2 separate regions of the Sus scrofa genome follow, and region 1 is linked to region 2. The links are chromatin contacts, called in public HiChIP or PLAC-seq maps. All regions are on one chromosome and are shown on one strand. The core of a region is the stretch at or near the end of the contact, and the rest is flanking DNA. Distances in the headings are between cores, read along the strand shown.

Region 1 (6,408 bases), core at 2,443-4,942, 240 kb before region 2:
AACTGGATTCAACACAGAAAAATCTGAGCGTTCAGAGGGGGAAAAAACTGCTCATATATGGAACTTGATTTCTAACAGAACATGCAGCTGAGTGAGGGGAAAAGTAAAAATGGAGGTCTATTATCTTATGGCAGTCACAAAAATCAAGTCCAGGTAGATTAAAGAGTTAAACCTAAAAGATTAAATACTAAATAGGGAGGACAAAATAGGAAATTTTTAGAAAAGAATAAAAAAGAATTATTTTTATGGCTTCAAGTTGAGAAAGTTTTCTTCAACAAAACAAATTTGACATGAAAATTAAGAGCTTCTGTTCAAAACTCACCATCAATAAAATGCAAAGGCAATCAATCCCAAATTGCAAGTAGATATCTGAACATATAAAGCCAACATAAGAAATTCCTGTCATGGGTCAGCAGTTAAGAACCCGACTAGCATCCATGAAGATGCGGGTTCTACCTTTGGCCTTGCTCAGTGGGTTAAGGATCTGGTGTTGCCGTCAACTGTGCTGTAGGTTGTGACACAGCTCAGATCCCACATTGCTGTGGCTACGGTATAGGCTGGCAGCTACAGCTCCGATTTGACCCCTAGCCTGGGAACCTCCATATGCCATGGGAGCAGCCCTAAAAAGACAAAAAAGGCAAAACAAAAACAAAAACAAAACCCTAAAACCAACATAGGATTATAATCTACAAAATATAAAGAGTTCTTATGAATCAATTAAAAAAATACCAAGAGCTCATTAGAAAATAGAGGGAAAGACACAAACAGGCATTTCACAGCAGAGGAAAAAAACAGATGATCCATAAACATGAAAAGTTTCTCTGCTTCAATAGTAATCAAGTAAGTGCAAACTATAACCACAGTGAGACAGAGCCCACACCCACTGGATTGACAAAAATTAAATCTAGCCAGAATGAAATCAACCAAAACACTATCATCCACTTACTGCTGGTGGATGTATAGATTGTTATAATCACTTTGGGAAAATAATTAGCAATATCCAGGAGAGCTGAAGACATGCACTCACTTAAACCTATAAATGTCACTCATGGGTATGTACCCAGAAGAGTAGACTAGATACATACAATGTGGGATAATCACATTCTAGACTATTATACAGCACTGAAAAGTGAACAGTAGCTACTTGTAAATACCAACAAATCTCAAAAACATAATGTTGAATAAAAGAAGTCACAGAAGAATATGTATTGTGTTGTTAAAAATAGTATTAAAAATAGGCATCTATACTCTGCAAAACCAAACACTATATTACTTAGAGATTTAAGTGTGGAAGTGTGTGTGTGAGTGTGTATATGTGAGTATGTGTGTTGTGTAGTAAAACTATAAATAAAAGCATGGGATGATGAGCACCAAGTTCTGTATAGTTTCCCTCTGATGGAAGGGTATGTAACTGGGAAGGAGTAGTCAGAGGTGACACTGAGAGAATGACACTGTCCTACTTCTTAACTTGGGTGGTGGGGATGCAGGTGTTTGATCTATTATTCTTTAAGCCGAACATATGGTTTATATCTATGTATGATATATTTCACAATTTTTTTAAAAAAGTAAAAGGATGAAAAAGCTATTGGTGATGGCTAAGAATGCAGAAAGAGGATCAAATCCCTTGAGGGTGCAGGCAAAGGCTAGGCAGGCAGCATGCTCTTGACTATCAGGAAAATGCAAATCAAGAGCCAGCTCAGAGGCCCAGCCCCTGACCACTTAACTTTTGCCTCCCCAGGATTTTTTTTTTTCCTTTCAGAAGCTACTTTTCCTCCAATCCAGAGGGACCATGGCATTACCTGTCCCATCCTTGGTGGGCATGTTACTCAGACCAGCTCTTGGGGATATTTCTACTTATCTGGCCTCAGTGATTAATACAGGGAAGAACAGAAGTTCCAAGTTGGCCCACTCAGAGCCATCACTGCCTTTCTGTTGGAAAAATCAAGAAAGAGGTGGGATTACTATTTGCAGAGCAAACCTACAGCTTCTTGAAAATCAGCCTGCAAATGAGGCCAGCATAGAGAAAAGCAGAAAAGAGGACTGAAGAATCACAGTGGGGTAGAGAGAGACAGAGTCATCACTGAATGTCTGGATCCAGCCATTCCTGATTCCCATTCCTAAGTAGCCAGTTGCAGATCCAGTTGCAATCAAAAGTGTCCTAACCCCACAATCCCACTCTTGGGCATCTATCCGGACAAAGCTCTACTTAAAAGAGACACGTGCACCCGCATGTTCATTGTAGCACTATTCACAATAGCCAGGACATGGAAACAACCCAAATTTCCATCAACAGATGATTGGATTCAGAAGATGTGATATATATATACACAATGGAATACTACTCAGCCATAAAAAGAATGACATAATGCCATTTGCAGCAACATGGATGGAACTAGAGAATCTCATACTGAGTGAAATGAGCCAGAAAGACAAAGACAAATACCATATGATATCACTTATAACTGGAATCTAATATCCAGCACAAATGAACATCTCCTCAGAAAAGAAAATCATGGACTTGGAAAAGAGACTTGTGGCTGCCTGATGGGAGGGGGAGGGAGTGGGAGGGATCGGGAGCTTGGGCTTATCAGACACAACTTAGAATAGATTTACAAGGAGATCCTGCTGAATAGCATTGAGAACTTTGTCTAGATACTCATGTTGCAACAGAAGAAAGGTTGGGGGAAAAAATGTAATTGTAATGTATACATGTAAGGATAACCTGACCCCCTTGCTGTACAGTGGGAAAATAAAAAAATTATAAAAAAAAAAGTGTCCTAAGTAGCATCGAATTTTGTATGAGGAGTGGGGTTTGTGAGCCTCCAATATACAAAGTTGGTTGTGTGGTGGTGGGGAGCAGGACAGTGTGGAGCCCCCCCATCCCTGACCAGGAAGTAAGCAATATCTGTTCAGAAGAGCAAAGTCGCTAAAAACTCTCCCGTTGAATTTGGTGAATCAAACCACATGCCCAGTGAGGTAACTTTAGAGGCTTTTTTTTAAGAAAAAAAAAAAAAAAACAAAAAACCTGATTACTGGGATGTGTTGACCATTTCTTCAGCCTTTAGTGATATTCCATAATAAAAGACAACCTCGAGTTTCAGCTGGCCTTTCTAAAAGCAGGGAAAGGGGAAAACAAAGTCTCTTTCTGCCTGTGGCCAGTAATTCAACTTAATTCAACGGAGCTGAGAGCCAGAAAATCATCTTTAAGGATTGCAACAGACAAATCCCTGCTCCAGGCTAAAGCTGGTGCAAGCACAGGCTGGGAGAGGGAAAAACACAGAGGGAGACAGGAGAGGGACCTTGCAGAGGGTGGCTCCCTCTCTAGCAGCTCCTGCTGGATACCCCCTACCTGACTGAAGTGGCTGTTACCCCCACTGTAGGTGGCTGTCCACTGGGAAAGCACCTGAAGGCAAGCGGCCAGATTAGTCCTGCCTCCCCTGACCTCCAACCCAGTGTGTCCAGGCCAGAGGCCAAAGGGACAAAGTCTAAATGAAGGCTAGGCGAGGCCAGAGCCCCGAGACGGTGGTTAGGAGCTAGACATGGGGAGGACAGGGTCCAGATTCCAGAGCATGACTTGTCTGGGTTCTGGGTCTGGTAGGCAGCTCATGGAGTTATCAGAAAGCTATCTTCCCAGCAATTGTCTGAGGGTTTAAGAGGGTCAGAGGCCAGACACATCCCAGTCCAGCAAACCACAGCCTGAGATTGCTTAAGCGCCGGGGCCAGACCCAGACATCAGCCCTCATGTCCTCAAATAGGGGGCCTGCTAGAGTTTACAGTTTCTGGAAGGCACGGTCTCTCTGAGGCCGCCCATGGAGGGCCATGGACAAGGGAGCGTCTTCTAGAAACAGAACCCCAGGCACCCCTGGCTGATTGAGGAGCTCACATCTTTCCGGAGATAACGAAGTGGCTCCTTGCCCATCCCCCTCCGTGGGATGTCGGATGAGTGATGTTTCCCCTTCTCCCCTTTACTAAACGCCGGTGGTTTTTATTCCAAGTATCTTACTTTCTCTCCATTATTAAATGCTGGGGGCGTTTAAATTGATCATTAAGCTGTCAGTTGACAGATTATTAAGAGCAACATCCAGACCTGATCAAGAAGAAAGCACACCTGCCAGCTTTGGTTTTACACAGGCAGCCTGTGCCATGTTGCAGGGGCGGGGGTGGGGTGGGGGGGTTGCATTTTGGAAATTGTTTATATGGGAAGAGGGCATGGCGGATGGTAGGAAGTCTAGGGGCAGAATGTCATGGTTATCTATCCCTTTCTTTCTGCCCTGTCATGGGTTGAATTATACACACACCCCCACCTCCCCAAAGATATGCCCAAGTCCTAACTTCCAGCCTCTGTGAATGGGATCTGATTTGGAAACGGGGTCTTTACAGATGTAATTAAGCAAAAGATCTGGAGATGAGATCATTGTGGATTAATCGAGTGGGCCTTGACTCCAGGGACAGGTGCCCTTGTACGAGGAGAAGACAGAGACCGGACACTTGTACTAGGGGCGGTCATGTGAAGACGGAGGCAGGGGTTGGTGCAATGCAGCTAGAAAGTAAGGGACACTGGGGACTGCCTGGGGCCAAAGGAGCTGGAGGAGGCGAGGAGGAATCATGCCCTAGCGTCTTCCGAGGGCGTGTGGCCCTGCTGACACCTTGATTTAGAATGTCTGCTCCTCAGAACGGTGAGATAAATTTCTGCTGTTTTTTGCCACCAGCTGTGTGATTTGTTGCAGCAGCCTTAAGAGATTAATACCTGCCCAGACATTGTTAAGACTGCCCCTCCCTTGGCAAGGCAGTCAATCACTATCTCAGACCTAGGTGACTGCTCCAAACACGCCCTCCCCATGATCACAGCGTTTGGCTTGAGGATGGTCACTGCAGCGGACTGAATGCTTCTGTGTCCCCCAAAGCCGCATACTGAAATGCTAACCCCCAGTGTGATGGTATCAGGTGGTGGGGCCTCTGGGGATGATTAGGCCAGAAGAGTGAGGACTTCACAAGTGGGATTAGCACCGTTATAAGACCCTACAGAACTCTTTTTCTGCTTCCATTATGTGAGGACAGATGGAGAAGACAGCATCTAGGAACCGGAAGTGGGCTTTCGCCAGACACCAAAGCTACCAGGGCCTTGACCTTGGACTCCCAGCCTCCTGAACTGTGAGAAAGAAATGTCTGTTGTTTAAGCTACCCAGTCTGTGCTATTTTTGTTTTAGCAGCCCAAAGAGACTAAGTCAGTCACAGGAGAGAGGTGGCCCGAGAAGGAGCCCATAGAGAAATAAGCAGAGAGGGGAGAAGGGGAGAGACAGGTCTTGATGATACACCATCCCTGGACCTACAAAGGGCCATCCTAACTACAGGTCTCCTTTTCCACTTCTGAGTTGGTAAATTTATCTTTTTGCATTTTTTTTTTTTTTTTTTTTTTTGCTTTTTTAGGGCCATGCCTGTAGCATATGGAGGTTCCCAGGCTAGGGGTCGCATCAGAGCTGCAGCTGCTGGCCTACAGCACAGCCACAGCAACACCAGATCCTAGCTGCATCTTTGACCTACGCCACAGCTCACCACAATCCCAGATCCTTAACCTACTGAGTGAGACCAGGGATCAAACCCGCATCCTCATGGATACTAGCAGGATTCGTTTCCACTGAGCCACAATGGGAACTCCCTGCAAAGATCATTTTGAGTTGGCACTGCCACTTGCAAACCTCCCAGGTCCTGATCTGTACATTCTGTTAGGTACCCGATCCCAGCAGATCTCCTCATTCATGTGAGAGCTCAGGCTCAGAAGAACAGCAGAAATAGAGGACTCTCTTGGCGACAGGGACGAGGCTCCTGCTAGGTCTGGCTCTCAGGGTCTGGGCCACTGGATCTGCTTCAGTCTACACAGCTGGACAGCCAGCCAGTTACCTTATGCGACATGCTCAGTTGATTACCAGCGACGAGAGAGAACCTCAGCCACTGCAGAGGGCGGATTGGGAAGCAAGTACATTTCAAGCACAGCAGGTAACATCGCATCATAACAAACAAGGAAGGCTTCTGTAAAACATGAAGACTTGCTTCTGTTCAAGCACAGAATCAGAGTGAGTTACAACCAACCCTCCTGGGACGCGACAGTGTCACCTTCCAGCAGCACTTTCTCCAAGCCTCAGTGTGCTTCTGGTTGAGGAAAGCCATGCTGTTGACAGAAGCTCTAATCCACCTCCAACCAACAAGCCGCTACCCCCACGGGGGGGGCAGTCCCTACCACAAGCCTTGAGTCCTGCTGCATGGTGAACCCCAGAGCTGAATGCAATCACAGAGTGAGTGCAGGAACCCCGGGGTGGGGTGGGGGGAAGCGGCAGGGAGGAGGGACACATTAGCGAGGCATAGTTGTCTCATCCTCAGTCGGCTAGGTGTGCAGCCTCCAAATATCTGATT
Region 2 (6,778 bases), core at 1,885-4,384:
ATGGGGAAGTTTTTCTTATGGAAGGTGAAAGCTCTATTAAGAATTTGAATCCTTTATCTGCCATTAATATCGGAAATGTTTTTTCCACTTTGTCATTTCTTTGAAAACTTTGTAGTAATATGGGATTTTAAGTTTGTTTTTAGAGGGGTTTAGATAGAGAAGTTTTTTTATTTCTATGTTGCAAGATATGTCAGGCTTATGATATCTGGCTTTGATATCGGATTGTCACTCCACCCCAACCCAAGATTATAAAAATATTCTCTTAAATCTTCCTTTAGAATTATGTTTTATTTTTATGCTTATGCACTCCATCTGGGATTTATCTTGGTGTCAGTTTGTTTTCCCCCAGTGGCCAGTTGTCCTTGCAGGATGATTCTTTTATTTGTAAGCTTTGTGCGGTTTTTACTTCAGCAATTTTAAATCATCATTTATAATTTTCAAACTAAAATTGCATATTTATGAATATTATTTTTAAATAAAAATAAACAGCTTACTCCTATAGATTTGAGTTTTGTTTGACTTAAACTGATTACATTTTCATTAGTAGCACTCTCCTAAAAAAATCATCTAAATAAAAAAGAGCCTTTCTACCAACCTCAAACCCCCTGACCATCCCAAACTGTTACATTTAGAGTGGATAAACAGTGAGGTCCTACTGCACAGCATAGGGAACTATATCCAGTCTCCTGGGATAGACCATGATGGAAGACATCATGAGAAAAGAATGTATATGTATGTATGACTGGGTCACTTTGCCGTACAGCAGAAATTGGCACAACATTGTAAATCAACTATACTTTAATAAAAACAAAAGAAAAAAAAGAGCCTTTCATTTTTAGCAATAAGATTACAAAGACTCCTTTGTAAAGGAGTCCTTACTTATATACAGGCCAATTATAATTATCATGCTTTTTAAGGTTTTAAAAGGCAGTCTTAGACATTCAGGCAGGTATTTTGGGGCCTCCAAATGCCGTGTCTATGGAAATAACTTTGTATAATGGCATGGAGAGAAGCCAGGCCTCTCTCTAGATCTAGCTGTCAAGTTTTAAACAGAAGCAGGGGACAAGGAACAGATTAAACGATGCCACAGGAATACAGTCACAATATCCAGACTGTGGGAAGTTCTACAGACAAACAACCCAGTTTGTAGCAAATAAATTATAAGAAAAAAGCCTGGGAACCTGTAGATGAAAAGACACTTAAACAGTGTTTGCATCTTACTTAAATTCTGATTCAGACAAATTCTAATTTCAGTTCTATATGTTAAATTCAAATGCTAAATCATACAAATGTAATTATATTCATACAACGTATAAAACACTGCTGGCGAAATTTGAATATTGCCTGGATACTGGGTGCTACAAAGGAATTACTGCTAATTGTTCTTGGGTATAATAAGTTGTAGTTGTGGTTTTTAAAAATCCCTGCCTTTTAGGGATACAAAAATGAACTACTTGCAGATGAAAAGCAAAGTTAGCACCTGCCTTAAACTGTCAAAAAAGAATGTTTTGCAAACTTTTCAATATAAACGAGGACCCATCTCCAGAGCACCTAGATACACAGGCAGAGTCATCGCATAGTGAGCACAAAATTTATTTCGTCTGGTTGGCCTTCTATCTCTGGCGTTTTTACATGTCACATCTAAACATGAATGTGGATCCTTTCGTATGTAAACAATCTGTTATCCCAATTGGGTAAAACAATTCCTTCAGGAAGATGGGTCATGTCTTATCATTTGGCTTTGATTACAACTTAGCCCACCTCATGGATGTGCAGTTCATTGGAAACGAACAGGATGTGAATTAAAATAGAACTTACGCAGTATCTTAGTCTGCCTCAGGCCACCATAACAAAATATTGCAGGCTGGTGACTTAAACAACAGAAATTTATTTCACAGTTCTGGGCGCTGAGACGTCCAGGGCCAAGGTGCCAGCCCCGTTGGTATCTGGCGAGGGCTTCTCCCTTGGGTTGCAAACAGCCATCTGTTCACTGTGTCCTTACATGACCTCACCTCAGTGCATGTGCTTAGAGAGAGAGCAAGAGCCAGCTCTCTGGGGTCTCTTTCTCTTAGGACACTAATCCTCTTGGAGGAGGACCCCACACTCATGACCTCATTACCTTTATCTCCATAAAGGTCCTGTCCACAAATGCGAGTCACATTGACGGTTAGGTCTTCAGCCTAAGAATTTAATTTAATTAATTAATTATTTATTTATTTATTTAATTGTCTTTTTGCCTTTTCTAGGGCTGCTCTGGCGGCATGTGGAGGTTCCCAGGCTAGGGGTCTAATTGGAGCTGAGCCACTGGCCCACACCACAGCCACAGCAACTCGGGATCCGAGCCGCGTCTTCGACCTACACCACAGCTCACAGCAATGCCAGATCCTTAACCCACTGAGCAAGGGCAGGGATCAAACCCGCAACCTCATGGTTCCTAGTTGGATTTGTTAACCATTGCACCACGACGGGAACTCCTCAGCCTAAGAATTTTAAAGGCACACAGCCATTCAGTTCCTAACACACAGTATTTAATAAATGTAGGATAGGATTATATGCCCGCCCAAAGGTGTGGATAGCATATCCATGGGGTGGAATATAATAACATTTAAAACATACTTCTGCCAAGTGTTTTATTCAGGATTTCTTATTTTTTCACTCTCTTTCAAAAATTGTATTTTTAAAATTTCAGACCTGGAGAAAGTGTGGGAGAATAACACTGTGACCATTTGACATTTCGCCACATTTGCTTCCTCTTTCTTTCTAATTCCCTCTTATGTGTGTATACACACACACACCCAGATATATAGAGATGTATATCTGTAGGTATATAGATACTTTCTTGCCGCACCACTTGCAGTTTGCAGACACAGAATTATTCTTAACAGAAGTTGCTTCCAGGATCATCAACTAAATTGTAAGATCTTAGAGTTGAGAGGAGCCTAAAGTTTGTTTAATTCTACCTCTTCCAGAGAAGGGACTTGTCTACAAAGTCCCTATCACCAGTCTCCTTTAAGTATTTCCAAATTGGAGAATTCCACCCCAACAGCCTGCTGAATTCTTACACATCAGAAAGCAAGAAAACTATAAGGCAAAGGGTACTTTCTTGGATGTAGCCACATAATATCTGTTAGGAAGTAGGGTGAGATGAGGAAGTGGAGCAGATTTTGGAAAACTACTCGGCAGTGCCTACTGAACAGACACAGAGCAAAAGGCCAGCAGTTCCAGTCTCAGGGATGTAGTCAGCAAAAATGCGTGGTTTTATGTCCGAAAGACATGGACAAGAAGATATATGGCAGCAGGTTTCAAAATGCCCCAAACTGGAAACGAGTCCAACGTTTATCAACAATAGAAAGCTGTTCTGTCTGGGTTTCCTAGAAGCAGAACCTAGAGTTAAAGCTTATGTTTTGTCTTGTTCCTGAGTAGCAGCATCCCGGGGAGGCAGGAGGGAGGCAGGGAAAGAGGGAGGGAGGGCGGAAGGCGCACTGAGTGACCCCCTCCTGTGACCAGAGGAGCCGATCGCTTGAGTTCACGGACACAAGACATCTCACAGACCCCGAGGCCACAGCAGCAGGCAATGTGATTTCTGTAATTATAGAATAATGGGTCCTTCCCCCTTAGACTCTAGAGTGGGGGACCCAACACCAGTGGATCAGCCATTGATCAGTGGTTCAGCACAGTCCTCAAGGACAGCCCCCCAGCCCCACCGGCTACTGTCTTGAGTGGGCGACTTCACTGAGCTTTTCATGTTCTAACAGGCCAACTGCACCCACCTGAAAGCAGGCCAGCTCATCTAGAAGGTAGGCCCAGTTTCCTCTCGAAACTGGAACTGAATGTCTGTGTGCCTTTAAAATTCTTAGGCTGAGGAGTTCCCGTCGTGGTGCAATGGTTAACAAATCCAACTAGGAACCATGAGGTTGCGGGTTTGATCCCTGCCCTTGCTCAGTGGGTTAAGGATCTGGTATTGCTGTGAGCTGTGGTGTAGGTCGAAGACGCGGCTCGGATCCCGAGTTGCTATGGCTGTGGTGTAGGCCAGTGGCTCTTGATCATGGGGAGCCCCCCTCGATGAGGCCAGAGATGTGAGTTAAGGAAGAAGCCTTGGTGCAATAGAGGGAGGTGACAGGCTCCTGTGCATGTCATTTGCTGTGACTTCTGGACTTCCTAGGGTTGATTCTGAGCGTGCCATGTCCACAGCATCTTGACTGCTGCTGCAGCTTTATGAATCTGTGTATCTGCTGACCCTGTGCACTGCTTTGTCCCAGCTTCAAGGGAGCCTTTGCAGCCGACTCCCAGCACTGGCTCCAGGTGGCCCTGCCAGGATGTTGAATCCTGAGTCTCAGAAAATGTTTCCATGGCAATAATTTCTTCTCCGTCAGGCCTTATGTTCCACCCGCCCACCCCAGTTCAGCATCCTCAGAATCCATTCGCATTGTGTCCCCTGATCCCTGCTGGGCCATTTTAGCGGGGGCCTTGGTCCCTGTCTCCTCAAACCTCCTCCCCAGGGACTGTACTCCTTCCTAACATGATTGTATATAAGCTTTTGCTTTAGATTGTGTGCTTTCTGGGGAACCCAGGCTACGAGAGTTGGTGCCAACAGTGACCCCAAAAGCAGAACCTTAGGAAGGGACTTTGAAGTTGCATGACTTCCTGTCTGACACCCCAGTTACACTGGGGAATGGGGTTCCCACTGCCGTCCAACTGAAGAAAGAGACAGAAGGGAAAACAGAGTGAGGCCAGAGTGGAAGGCGGGGGTGTTACTGTGTTGGTCGCTACTCACTACAAAAGTGTCATCTTCCAAGAGCTTTGCGACCTACCGTGTCTCAGGGCGGCCTGTCGGTGGATCAGAGATGAGAGGGATTTGTCCCCTGGCTTCCATCTCCCTGGTGAGAGGTTTCCCCCAGCGTAGGTTCACCTGGGGTTGGATGTGTGGGTGCTGACTGGGTCCCAGGGCACCTCGCTCCTCTGTGGCAGCCAGGAAGCCCCAGAGAAGGAGGACGTGGCGTGTCGAGTATCCACAGCATAGAGGGAGGGGAGAGCGGGGGTGGTGGGATATGAAGTGGAACTGCAGAGGGGTCTGTGGTGTAGACATCACACCAGATGGCAGTAACCAGGAGGGAGTGACTGCTTCACAAGAGCACGGATGAACCTCCCAGACAACCTTAAAAGAAGCCAGTTGTAAAGGAACATATACTGCAAGCTTCCATTTGTATCAAGTTCAAAAGCAGGCAGATCTCTAGAGCTGGATGGACATAGGAGAAGGATTATATCCGAGGCACGAGGGAAGCTTCTCAGCTTCCAACATGTGGGAAATGTTGTTTCTTAAAATGGGTATGTTTACTTTGTGGTGAAGTCATGGAGCTGTGCACCTAGCGTCTGGCGCTTATCCTCACGCATGTTGTTTCTAAATTAAAGTTCAGTTTTGAAAAAGTCAGCCTGAGAAAAGAGGAGCAGGAAGAAGGAAGTCAAAGAGCTGTGTGGGAGTTCCTGTCGTGGCACAGTGGAAATGAATCTGACTAGGAACCGTGAGGTTGCGGGTTCGATCCCTGGCCTTGCTCAGTGGGTTGAGGATCTGGCATTGCCATGAGCTGCGGTGTAGGTCACAGACGTGGCTCAGATCCTGCCTTGCTGTGGCTGTGGCATAGGTCGACAGCTGTAGCTCCGATTTGACCCCTAGTCTGAGAACCTCCATGTGCCGCAAGTGCGGTGCTAAAAAGCCAAAAAGAAAAAACACAAAGAGCTGTATGATATCGAGTTATGGCAGGAGAACTTAGCCTTTGTCACCGTCTAGGAGAGACTCCCCCCCAAAGACAAGAGAGGCCTGCGGACATATGGACCAGGCAGGAAATACCAAGGTCACATTGCATTTCTGGAGCTTCTGGAACTCCGTGTGGAAGGGTTAGGCAGACAAGCACAGGACTATTGCTCAAGAAACTGAGTTTGGACTCTGAGGGCAGACACCTGGGTCCCTGTCCACACGCTGCCAGTTCTGGGTAGCAGAGCTCAGGCAGGGTGGCCCGCCTTTCTGCATCCTTTCTTTTGGGGAAGGTGTAGGTAATAAAGGATGAAATCAGTCGATACACATAGAATACTTAGAATAGAGCCTGGCACAAAGTAAGCAGCCAATAGACTTGCGTGCTTTCCATTACAATGACAGGTGTCACCACCACCACCATTGCTGCATTCCCCCTCCTCTGGCCGGATCTGAGCAGGTTATCAACCCAGTCTTTATACTCAGTTTTCTGATCTGCAGAATCCAGACTCTCACCCATCTATCTCTCTGAGTGATGAGAAAAGTACCCCATAGCAACGCCTGATCCCATTAGCACACCACCTGCTGGGCTTTCTTTGTTTCTCTCTAGGTAGTAGAAGAGCCTCTGTCCCCTGTTTGGGGAGGTGGAGCTTGCAGCTAGAAAGGCAAGCTTTCCCATTTAATAGCGAGGGTTGGGAAGAGAGGATGGTGGAAACGCAGGAATTCCTGGCATCGAGGAAGAGGAGTGCTGGACAGATGTGGCCTCCGTCCCCAGAGACTCCCCAGGACGATTGCCTGCTGGGGTCCCTCTGTTTCATCGAAACCATTCCATCAAGACAGTCTCTGCCTTATCACTGCCTTACAGTATTTTTAAGGAGTTTTTACTCATTCCACTAATAAGCATTGGATGGCAGACCCTGGCACATTGCAAGGTGTGGGGATAGAGTGAGACGCAGACCTAGTTCTACCCCCGAGGAGCAGGGGTTTAGCGGGGCGGACAGGCATGTGTTGGATAAGCACCCCACAGAGTGA

What was found. HiChIP or PLAC-seq counts read pairs in DNA pulled down with a chosen protein or histone mark.
Region 1: an H3K27ac HiChIP or PLAC-seq map of alveolar macrophages shows a contact between it and region 2. The contact joins two enhancer-like sites. A contact is called at or near these places in 4 of 47 Hi-C or Micro-C datasets (embryonic fibroblasts, epiblast stem cells and liver) and 2 of 2 datasets of contacts at active chromatin or transcription factors (alveolar macrophages and skeletal muscle).

What each region holds. Positions count from the first base shown.
Region 1 is chr7:112,807,800-112,814,207 of Sscrofa11.1, reverse strand. All of the region lies in intron 2 of C7H14orf159 (UPF0317 protein C14orf159 homolog, mitochondrial), which reads right to left. Among named protein-coding and RNA genes, the nearest start is that of C7H14orf159, 57 kb to the right of the region's middle. Within about 2 kb of position 3,692, at least 16 of the 83 cell types and tissues checked have an H3K27ac peak or open chromatin away from gene starts, as enhancers often do. A contact at or near this core is called in alveolar macrophages, where this site is marked.
Region 2 is chr7:112,570,232-112,577,009 of Sscrofa11.1, reverse strand. The region is part of intron 14 of RPS6KA5 (ribosomal protein S6 kinase alpha-5); the gene reads left to right. Among named protein-coding and RNA genes, the nearest start is that of TTC7B, 54 kb to the right of the region's middle. Within about 2 kb of position 3,134, at least 1 of the 83 cell types and tissues checked has an H3K27ac peak or open chromatin away from gene starts, as enhancers often do. A contact at or near this core is called in alveolar macrophages, where this site is marked.